2 separate regions of the Drosophila melanogaster genome follow, and region 1 is linked to region 2. A link is a contact called in public Hi-C data. All regions are on one chromosome and are shown on one strand. The core of a region is the stretch at or near the end of the contact, and the rest is flanking DNA. Distances in the headings are between cores, read along the strand shown. Region 1 holds the start of ome (omega). Region 2 holds the start of HGTX (HGTX,).

Region 1 (5,308 bases), core at 1,305-3,804, 73 kb before region 2:
GTATCCATGGATGGCGCGTCTGAGCTACTTCAATAGGTTCTACTGCGGCGGCACACTAATCAACGATCGCTACGTGCTGACGGCGGCGCACTGCGTTAAGGGATTCATGTGGTTCATGATCAAAGTGACCTTCGGGGAGCACGATCGTTGCAATGACAAGGAGCGCCCGGAAACGCGCTTCGTGCTCCGCGCCTTTAGCCAAAAGTTCAGCTTCTCGAACTTCGACAATGATATAGCCCTACTACGTCTGAACGATAGAGTGCCGATCACCAGTTTTATACGGCCAATCTGCCTGCCACGGGTGGAACAGCGCCAGGATCTATTTGTGGGCACAAAGGCTATTGCAACGGGCTGGGGAACCCTCAAGGAAGATGGAAAACCCTCCTGTTTACTGCAGGAGGTTGAAGTTCCCGTTCTCGACAACGACGAATGTGTCGCCCAAACGAACTACACCCAGAAAATGATCACTAAGAACATGATGTGCTCGGGCTATCCAGGCGTTGGTGGGCGGGACAGTTGTCAGGGTGATTCTGGTGGTCCACTGGTACGTCTTCGCCCAGATGACAAGCGATTCGAACAGATTGGAATAGTATCTTGGGGTAACGGTTGTGCTAGACCCAATTATCCAGGAGTGTATACCCGAGTCACGAAATATCTGGACTGGATTGTGGAGAACTCGCGAGACGGTTGTTTCTGCGATGAGGATTACTAATATCATAAAGAGAGTGCTCAAAGCGGTGGACAATTCTTCGCCTTAGTCTGTAGTTAATCCCTTAGTAGTTTAGGTCATATTTTGTACTTTTATACTAAAACAACTGAATAAAGATAAACAATGCAGTAGGTTAGAAATCCCTTAATCAGTGCGTCTTATATTTGGCTAGGAAATTTCTTTACTAATTGCAAAAATGCATTTTATGTACAAATATAAACATCGAAATTTCGCAATAAAAAAATTCGCTCATGCGAATTGTACCACATAGCAGAGCAAGGTTTCGATCCTCGGACCTCTGGGTTATGGGCCCAGCACGCTTCCACTGCGCCACTCTGCTTGCTTGAAGTACTGGACCTCAAGGCTAGTTAATTACAAACGAGAAGTGGAACACCTCGTTACCGACGAATATACATTTGTGACCCTTTACAGTGCACTGCTTTCTTAACAGCTCTGTTGTTGCTCATCCACAAAGCAGTGTTCATGTATTACTATAAGAATACGCTTTAATCGTACAGTGAATGTGTATACAGTTTCAACAACTGAACAGTTAATGCGTACATACAGTAGTTAGAACGCTGTACTGTGAAGCGCATTTCTATTTTACTTTTATTGGTAACAAAGTGTCCTTTGTAATTACATCGACTCAATGGCCTGTTGGCCTCAAGCAAGCAGAGTGGCGCAGTGGAAGCGTGCTGGGCCCATAACCCAGAGGTCCGAGGATCGAAACCTTGCTCTGCTATGTGGTACAAATTCGCATGAGCGAATTTTTTGCTTATATTTTTTTTTATTGAAAAACCCCGTAATAGCCTTTCAATTATGCGTTATGAGAGCATGATAAATTTTAATCAAAAACCTAAATATACGATAAAGTTGACCACGTTATATATAAAATCCAACCATTTATACCTTTAAATGAGTCCTTCCTAAATATTGTTAGATTGAAAGAAACCGCAAGTACATATATGTTAATACGTCTAAAAATCTTTCCGACGAAACAACTGGCTTTATATACTCAGGCTATGATAAATTTGAGAAGGTGCTAACTTTGTTTCCATTCTTTATTTTAGCAATTACTTGTGTTTATTTTTAGTCATCCCTAGAAGATTACACAGCTGACTACTGTTGCTCCGCAGTCAGTTAATTGTGCGCCTAACTGTGTAAGACACAACAACCTTCAGCCAGCAGCAACAGTTGCAGTTAGAAGTCTAAACATTCAGCGGTTTGATGCGGCCCAAAAAGCAAATATCGTTAGAAACATTAGCTAGCTAGTCTATGGCAAACTGGTTTCCATCGAACAGCTGAAAGCGCAAGGGGGCAAATAAAAGATGAAAAGAAAAGAGCTTAGAAGAAGACGTTGACTTTAAAAGTCAAACGTTGCTTTGGCCGGAGAACCAAAAAGTTTTCTCATTTCAAATGTTTGTTTATGAAATTTTAGTGTTTTGCCTAATGAAACTTACGCGGAACTGCGGATGAACGATACCGAACCGAAAGATTGCTGATAGCCTTATCTATTTGTCGTCTTTCACTTGTTTATAATTGGTTACTCATCACAATCACAGTGATCACAGGAAAATTGACGTCAATTTCCACTTTCGCTTCGCCCACTTTTCATTTCATTTCATTTCACGACCGCACTCACGTGTGCCGCGCCTTGCGTAATTATTTAAATTCAAAATTTTTGCAATGCATCAAGATTCGCATTCGCGCATCTCACAGATATATTTTCGTGTGCACAGAGGGGCGCTCCAGGTTTACGTTTCGAAATTTTCTTTGCCGCAGTTCATTTTTCACGTTGCGTTGGCAGCAGTTGTTGTTTACCGTACGCCGATCGCGCGCTCACTGAAAAAGCCACCACAAGCTCCCCGCGCACCCAAAGATACACAGAGAGCCATCAGGCCAGATATTCCGACGGATGGAGCGTCGCCTGAGATCTCGAGACCTTTGCGCTTGGCCACGATCTCGGAGTTTCCACGCTCTCCCACTTGCCGGTCATATGAATGAATGAGTATTTTTGGTACATGGAAAAAAATTGATACCAAAATTGGTCACTTATTCTAATATATGCATACAGCTAGATAGAACTGTATTCTGAATATATGCGCCTCAAAGTCATAATCAATCAATACTCATAAAATAAGTATTTATTTATCAATTTTGGTAATCTAGGAGGCCAGTCATTAATATTAACTATTTTGACAATATAGAAGTAAGGTATACATCGATCATTGACAGTCTCTAAAATTATTCCCATCATAGAAGAAATAAAAAAAAATTTTAGATATGCTTTCCCCGGAGTCTCCGGAGAAACCGAAAAAAAGTCTACATGACCTCGGGCTATTAACAAAGACTGAAGAGAAAACCAAAGGGAGCCTTGTAGCCCTCCAGTCTATCGACAAGCGCCTGAAGACCCTCTTGGACCGCCTTACATCTGTGGAGAACTCAATGGCTAGCTTGAATTTACCTGCTTTGGACGAAGGTAATGGAGACACCTATGAGGACTTGGAAACATTGGAGGATGAGTTGGACAACCAGGAGAAAGAACTTTCAGAATTTGCAAATGAAGAAGCTATTGGGTCAAAGGTAGATGATGATGAAATTGAAGAGGTAGACAAGGAAGTCACAGGAAATCAATAATGCGATTTTCCATTGTATAATTGTTATTAATGCTACGGTTTTCCATACGTTATACACGAGGAAAACGGGCAGAAAATTGTTAATTGTTAATTGTTAGAATAAAAACCGTGGCAAAAAGAATTTTTTTTCTTGCTTACTGTGTATTGTTTTCTTGTTTACTTGTCTTCTTCAGCTTAGTTGTTTTTTAAAATTTAAGAAAGCATAACTTTCCGTTAAGAAACTCTGCGCTTTAGGCAATTTGTTTACAAACGACTTTTACATTGGCACATGTGCGACCTCTAGCGTTCATAAAACCTACAGCTGAAGATGTATCATACATAAATATTTTTCAATTCTGGCAACGCCATATAACAGTAACGGTTTTTAAGGGCATGAGTTAATGAACTTTTGAAACACCTTCTAAATCAATCCCCACAATTAAAAGCGGAAGTTCTTTTCTTTTGTTACGTTTTTGTATTTTTTCTTTTTCCATTTGTTTTAATACAATATATAAAAACCGATAAAAAATCAAAAATAAATATAAATATGTAGGTGTACACAGTTTAGTTTGAAATGCGTTTGATGGCTGGCAAAAGTCAGGGCTGTCTACGAAAGATACAAAATTACAAAAGCCGTGGCTCGGACGCTTTTCTATGGCCATGTTAACGTAAATAAGACTTCAGTTTTTAGGTTTATCAGTAGACTACAGTTACAAATTAGTTATTGCTCTTCATTTCGGTGATAATTGAAATTGTGTGCTGTGGCAATTTGCTGGTTACATTACATATGCGCGTATGCATAAATATAATACAAATTAAATATGTAGGTGTAGGTGTGTTTTTCGCTTAGGTCTCTAGGGGCTAAAGTGTTTATAGTTAATTTTTGCTAAACGATCACATTGAACAGGCACTCCGCTCGCACTCACACTCGGTAAAAGCATTCACTCCGCGACATACACGCACTCACTTCTACATTCATTCACTCTCTGGCTTACAAAATACAATTTCGCACTTAGACTTAGAGTGTGGGGGAACAGGGGCGTTTGGGGGCTTACTAAACTAAAATGGGCTCGTTACGTATTCTCTCTCCTCCACTAATTTCTTTTTCTCCTATCGGGTCTCATTAAAGAACCGCTTTAGATCAGGCATTTTCTGATTTTTACAATATCTGGTAGTTTTCAAAAATTAAATTTTAGATTTAGAGTGAGATTTCATCCAATTCAAATTTGAAAAAATTCCTGACGAGAGTAAAATTCGAAAAATTACCTATTTTCTTGATTGCGTTTTGATTGCTACTATCAAAAGTTTTTATAAAATTTTGGACTCGCATTTCGTATATAAGGGGTAGCATGTAGTTCTGCTAATAACATTTTGCTTCACGGATGAATGACTGAGAGGTGTAGGGGATGCAGCCGTGCTCCATCTTGGCTGCATTTCGCACGTTGAGTAATCACAGCAAATCGGCGCAGACGCCACCGAACCACGCCATATAAAGGGGCAGCAGATAAACAACCAGAGCGCGACGCAGCGTCATCTTTTCTGGGGCATCGGATGATCGATTGTCATTGGCCCCGTCATGGCCTGCATCCGTGTCCTCATCCTCATCCAGCTGCCTATGATCCTCATCCAGATCGTTGTGATCTTGGTCGAAGTGAGTGGTGTGGATGAGCGGATTCTTGTCGTCCACTCCGCTCGTCGGTCGAGATGTGTGCGTGGGCATGTGACCCCGTCCACCGGCGTCCTCGTCATCGTCGTTGTCTGCATCCACCGAAGGACGCTCCACGTCCGGCTTATGGCTGGGTTCGAAGGGTCCCAGGCCAGAGCCCTCGTCATCGTCCTCGTCGTCTTCGGACCCGGATCCAGAACCAGCTCCACTACCCGCATATGGCAGTTCTTCTGTAAAACAAAAATGAAACAAAGGGTTAGTAAGTATACATAAAAAGATTGATTCGATGGTTTATAAACAGACTCATTACAATCACCA
Region 2 (5,384 bases), core at 359-2,858:
AATTTTTCAATATTTTTCGTTAAAGATCTGTTAACTACGATGAAAGAAAATTCTATGACATGTTTTCTGCCACGCATAAATTTATGGGGAATTGTTTCAGATCAAAGCAAAAGATGAGGGCTGCTTAGACGAACTACGAAAGGAGAGACGAATGGATGGGTAAGGCTTCCAGGAGTATTTAAGGTCTTCATTTTTATGGGTCGGCAAAGTCAATTAAATAAAGAACACAGTCGAAAATCAACAAGCTGTGGTGGAAATGACCAGCAAAAGATAGAGATACTCACTCAACGGTTGAGTGAATTCGCTCCTTCATACTTTCACTCACATTCATTCACAATGGCGGTCCAAGTTCTCTCTCCCTTTCTCATTTTAGTGGGCGTGGCCTTGCCCTCTATTCCACATCCCATTTCATTCCTATGAGATCTCACCGTTTTGTCTGAGTAAATTAAAATTGTGTGTAGTTTATTATTAAATGAAGCGCATTTTTGTATTTGTATGTGGACCACCCGTCTGCCTGTCAGAGTATGTGTGTGTGTGTGTAACACCAGCAACAGCGGTATTTTTATATAGATAAACATAAATATAATTCGTTGGCCGTCGGTGGGTTAACAATCCTCCGGCCCACCGACGGGCACATAATAATATTAAAATGTTAATTAGCGTATTAATTCAGTTCGGTGATGAAAGTGTGAGCGGTACAAAACGTGATACATACATATATATGTTGGTATGCTGTGCTGGGACTCACATTTCTGAAAATAATTTATAAGATAATCTAGAAAAAGGTGTCTTTGGTATATGGTTAAAAAAAATCCTTAAAATATAGAGTAATTAAAAAATAAAACTATATAGGCATATTCTTTACAGTTCGCGAATTAATAACATTTCACATATTTATGTTATATTACTTAAGTACAGAATTTTGTATTAAATTAATTACAAACAAACATTTAAAAAAAGTGTTGAAATACTTCTACTTTAACCTATAGTTTCTCGTTTACATTTATAGCTCTCATTTATCGCCAGCGCAATTTTTAATTATTTAAATGAATAAGTCCAACGAAAAAAGCTGCCAGCTTCGTCTCAATATTTATAGCTTTTTAAACAAATAAACGGAATTCGCAGTCGACAAAAAGGCCACCCACAATCCAGCGACCCAGGGAAAAAGCCATGAAAATGCACTCAGCCTCAAGGAAACAGTTGGCCAGAAAAGGACAGATGGTGGTGCAAGCGAGACAAAGCACACCAAGAGTGCCAGGATAAGTTCCCGTTTCAGTCCCAGGCTCCAATCCGAATCCGAAATAGTTGATTTTAATGATGTACATAATAAAATTCCCATTCGTTTTGTGCCAATGCCACTGCGTTCCAGTCTGCATTTCATGTTTACACTGATTGTGGAACACTCTTGTGGGCGAGAAAGAGACACATCGATATGGGGGAGCAAGACAACCATATACGACTCTCTCCCTCGCGCGCTCTAGAGATGATGCTGCGAGTGGAAGTGGAATCGGAATGCGGAGGGTTGAAAGCCGTACCCCCAACCAAAAACCGAAACTGAAATTGAAACTGAGATTGTGCGACTGAGGGCCAGTCGAGTCAATTTCGAAATCATTCGTTAGTCGTAGGCCTAAACAAGCGGACACGCGCGGGTCTTCATTCACTACGATATTTTCCGGCCACGGAGTTACCCATATAGCCTGATCTCGTTCAAATCGATTATGCCAAGTGTAGTTTCTTAAAATCTAAGAACGATTTGAACAATAAACGTTTTCGTGCTCAACCGTTTGACAAAATCGGTTTCGTGCTTGTGCTAAAAAGGATTCAAGATCATTTGATCATTTGATCTTGAATATATAGATTTACGTGTTTTAATCGTATCGTGATCGGAAAATATTAAAAACCCTATATAAATATAAATACTGCGTACATCGGAAACTGAAGTGCTGACATTATAATTGAAAACAATTCAAGCAAAATACGTAGTTAAACAAAATTTCCAAAAAATTATTAAGGAACTCAATAAGTTTTATAAGCATAAAGCAGGATATCCCCTTAAATAATTTTTTTGGTCTTAATTACATAGAAGTAATTAATCAAAAATATTTGAACAAAAAGCTGCTATTGCTTAAATACTATTTATAACCAAACTGAAAAGCCTAAATCGTTAAGATTCGATCTTCTCCGCGTGAATACCTATCCGTAGACCGATCCCAAGCTGGGTAGTCCATTCCTGAGCATTACGCCGGCGGGTGGCAGCAGCAATCCCTCGCCCACGCCTCCACCGCCAGACGCCAAGGTGGCGGCCAAGCAGCTGGCCCAGAGCTTCCAGCTGTCCGCCAATTCCGCCTTTAACTTGGCCCTTCCGCCGGCATTTTACCGAGCACCACCGCAGCAGCACCCGGAGTGCCTGGACTACGGCCACGAAGCGCCCGAGATGGATCTGATAAATCCGTATATGCGCCATCATAGTTTTGCGGCCGCCGCCCAGGGAAGTCCCCCGTCGGCGGCTCAACGTCATCATTTGGCGGCGGCCATGAGCAATGGCTTCGCGGATGTCCATGCCCATGCGATGGCGGCGGCGGACTATCAACAACAGTTGGCCGATTACCACAGTGCAGCGGCGGCAGCGGCCGTTTATGCCAACAACAATAATAATAATAACAATAATAGCAGTAACAACAACAACAGCAGTCCGCTAATGTTGCTAAAGGCGGCACATGGCGGAGGTCTCAAGGATTCGGACTCGCCATCGACGACACCGCCACCCGCCTCTTCTAGACTCCATTCTGACTCCTCGCCATCTCCGCGATACGAACACAATTCCAGTCCCGGTGTGGACAGTGCCAAGTCGTATGCCTTGAGCCAGAGGAGCAGCGGAGCGGAGGATCCATGCCAGACCAGCGAATCCGCCAGTCCACCGCCGCAGGGCCAGAACGACTACAGTCCCGAGAATCTCAGCAGCCAGAGGGCAAAGTTCCAGCACCATCATGGAGTGAACCCACTGGCTTTGCACAATGCCAACCATGCCGGAAACCCCGGATGTCACAACAACAATAACCACATGGACCACAAGCTCCCACTGAGTTTTCTCGGTCCCCCGCTGGCCGCTCTTCACTCGATGACCACGGAAATGAAGGGTCAAGGAGTCGGTGGATCGTCGGCGTCGGCAAATGGCTTGTCCTATAGCCACAGCCCGAATTCGCATTTGATCAGTGATCGCGGATCCGGTGGCAGCTCATCGTCGTCCTCCACCACGACTACGAACACCAACAGCCAGGGTGCACCCAATCCGCACGGCATCGATACCATCCTCTCCAAACCACCGCCGGTGACATCGGCGGGTCTAAGTGCTTTAACAGGAGGTGAGTAAAGGAATGGATTTAATATGGGTTGGGTTTATTATATATTATACCCTGTTATTTTATACCAATTATATTAAGGAAGAAAGTGTATAAGGCCATGATTTGGGGACTTTTAATAAATTTCGAACTTCTTAAAGATGTTTGTTAAAACACACATTTTAATAATGCATAAAATAAAATACATAAACAATGGTTCTTGTTTTTACAATTTTATTGACATAAATCTAAATTTGGAAAAATCAAAATATTCCATTTAAATTTAAGCGCTTTCCAAAAAGTTGCTATATGTGTTGCTTAATGCTGAAGAACTTTGCTCTAATTTGAACGCATAACTATTAAACTTAATTGCATAATAAAAATGAAATAATAATACGCTACCTGTTTATTTACAATTGTCTCTCCCAATTCAATGCACCTAGTCATTATGCAACACTGAAATATGTGTATATATGTACATATGTATCAGACACGAATCAATAGATATTTTGTATGCACCGAACTCAAAAAGCCAAAGAAAAAAAGAGATATATTTTAAATGCTTCAAAAACTCGTTTCGCAAACCAAACAGAAAAATAAAAAGGCAATCTCGTCGAACAAAAACGACCGAAAATTGTTGTTTTGTTTACGAATCCGGTTTGGCATGATTCCATATGATTCCATGATTCAATAAAAGCCATTCCCCAGCCCACAACCCCCCTGTCATTACGCCCCCTGGTCGCTTTACCTAATCAGGGCAATTTTGGATATTGAGCACACCGTTTTCTACGAAACCCAAAATGGTTATAATATCCAATTGCAAAATTACCACATAACGTAATGAGATACGCGTTTTAACGTTAAAATTTGCAGCAATTAGTTGTCAAATTGTTTGTAATTAAATCAAAATGACACACAAAAAACGTGGTCTATATGGAAAATAAATGGTGGAGGGGATCTGAATCTGTGACGCTGTCGTTTCACTAAAATGATTTGGTTTTTCAGCCACTCTGCGTCGCATTTTTTGTACTTTTTCACTCAAATGTAGACCAATTGTGTGACATGACAGTGGTTTGAAAGGAGGGGGCGCGGTTGACAGGGTGATGACAATTTGCCATAACATTTTTAATTATTTTTAACGAGGGCGTTTATGTGATTTGATTCGTTTATTTGGGTTTTTCTTTAAACGATTCGGTCACCAGAAACGTAACTCATTCTTTGACAAATTATTTAATGGTCTTTAATTAATTCGAACAAATTCCGTATTGTGTGTTTGAGTTCGCCATGAGTGGGCAGAAAAATTGGCTGGCTGAGAACAAATTGCGCGAAATTCTCATGAAAGGGAAATAAACTTTGGAGAGGATTAGTTAATGGGGTGGGCTTATTAAAATGATTATGCAATTCACTACACAGTATTTTGAACATACATATAGAAAAATATTACATCAGGGATAACAATATTTATATTAATATGCGAACTACTTTAAAATGGTTTGAAGTTTACGGGAAGCTAATCGTTCTCACTTAAGTAAATTGTTACTTAAGAAAACTGTCATCTATCCTTTTCAAACTCAAATTATCATCTTTAAAAATCATTTTATTCCTTGTTTTAAAAATGAAATACATGGACTAGTGTGCCACAGTCATTTTTGTTTTTGTTTAAATAAATTTATTTAACAGTCCTAACAAACTCGTTTCTGATCATGGTTTCCCCATCCATTTATTTACCCTCAGCTGGCATTCCCCGCTTCTCGATCGCCGCCGCAGCAGCGGGAATGGCCCAGTATCTATCGCAGAGCCAAGGGGCGCCACTGAAGACCCACGCCGGACACATAGTGGACCGCACGCACCTGTACTGGCCAGGATTACAGGGACTGGTGGCCAATCCCATCGCGTGGCGCGAACGGCTCTCCAACACGAGTAAGTATATTGCAGCTTGTTAGCAAACAATCATTAATTTGCGATTGATCGGTGAATCGGGCGCGTAATTTGGTATCAATTGTAAGTGGCGGGCACACCTCGTTGCGATTTCCACTTCCTGTTCAG

The links. Hi-C and Micro-C count contacts between places; a contact is called where the count stands out from the background.
Region 1: a contact with region 2 is called in a Hi-C map of the Kc167 cell line, with 2.0 times the contacts expected there. A contact is called at or near these places in 3 of 107 Hi-C or Micro-C datasets (the Clone 8 cell line, the Kc167 cell line and the S2 cell line).

Annotation. Positions count from the first base shown.
Region 1 is chr3L:14,670,085-14,675,392 of dm6, reverse strand. ome (omega) reads right to left here and starts at 2,554. Exons shown (of 10, transcript NM_001144483.2): 1 at 2,170-2,554. dlp (dally-like) reads right to left here. Exons shown (of 8, transcript NM_206353.2): 8 at 3,784-5,217. The coding sequence ends at 4,775. CG43121 reads left to right here and starts at 2,956. Exons shown (of 1, transcript NM_001259829.2): 1 at 2,956-3,458. The coding sequence starts at 2,993. The coding sequence ends at 3,346. tRNA:iMet-CAT-1-4 (transfer RNA:initiator Methionine-CAT 1-4) reads left to right here and starts at 1,380; the gene lies at 1,380-1,451. It also overlaps CG4914 and tRNA:iMet-CAT-1-5.
Region 2 is chr3L:14,595,764-14,601,147 of dm6, reverse strand. It overlaps HGTX (HGTX,), which reads left to right and starts at 1,608. Exons shown (of 4, transcript NM_144357.3): 1 at 1,608-3,362; 2 at 5,073-5,258. The coding sequence starts at 2,435.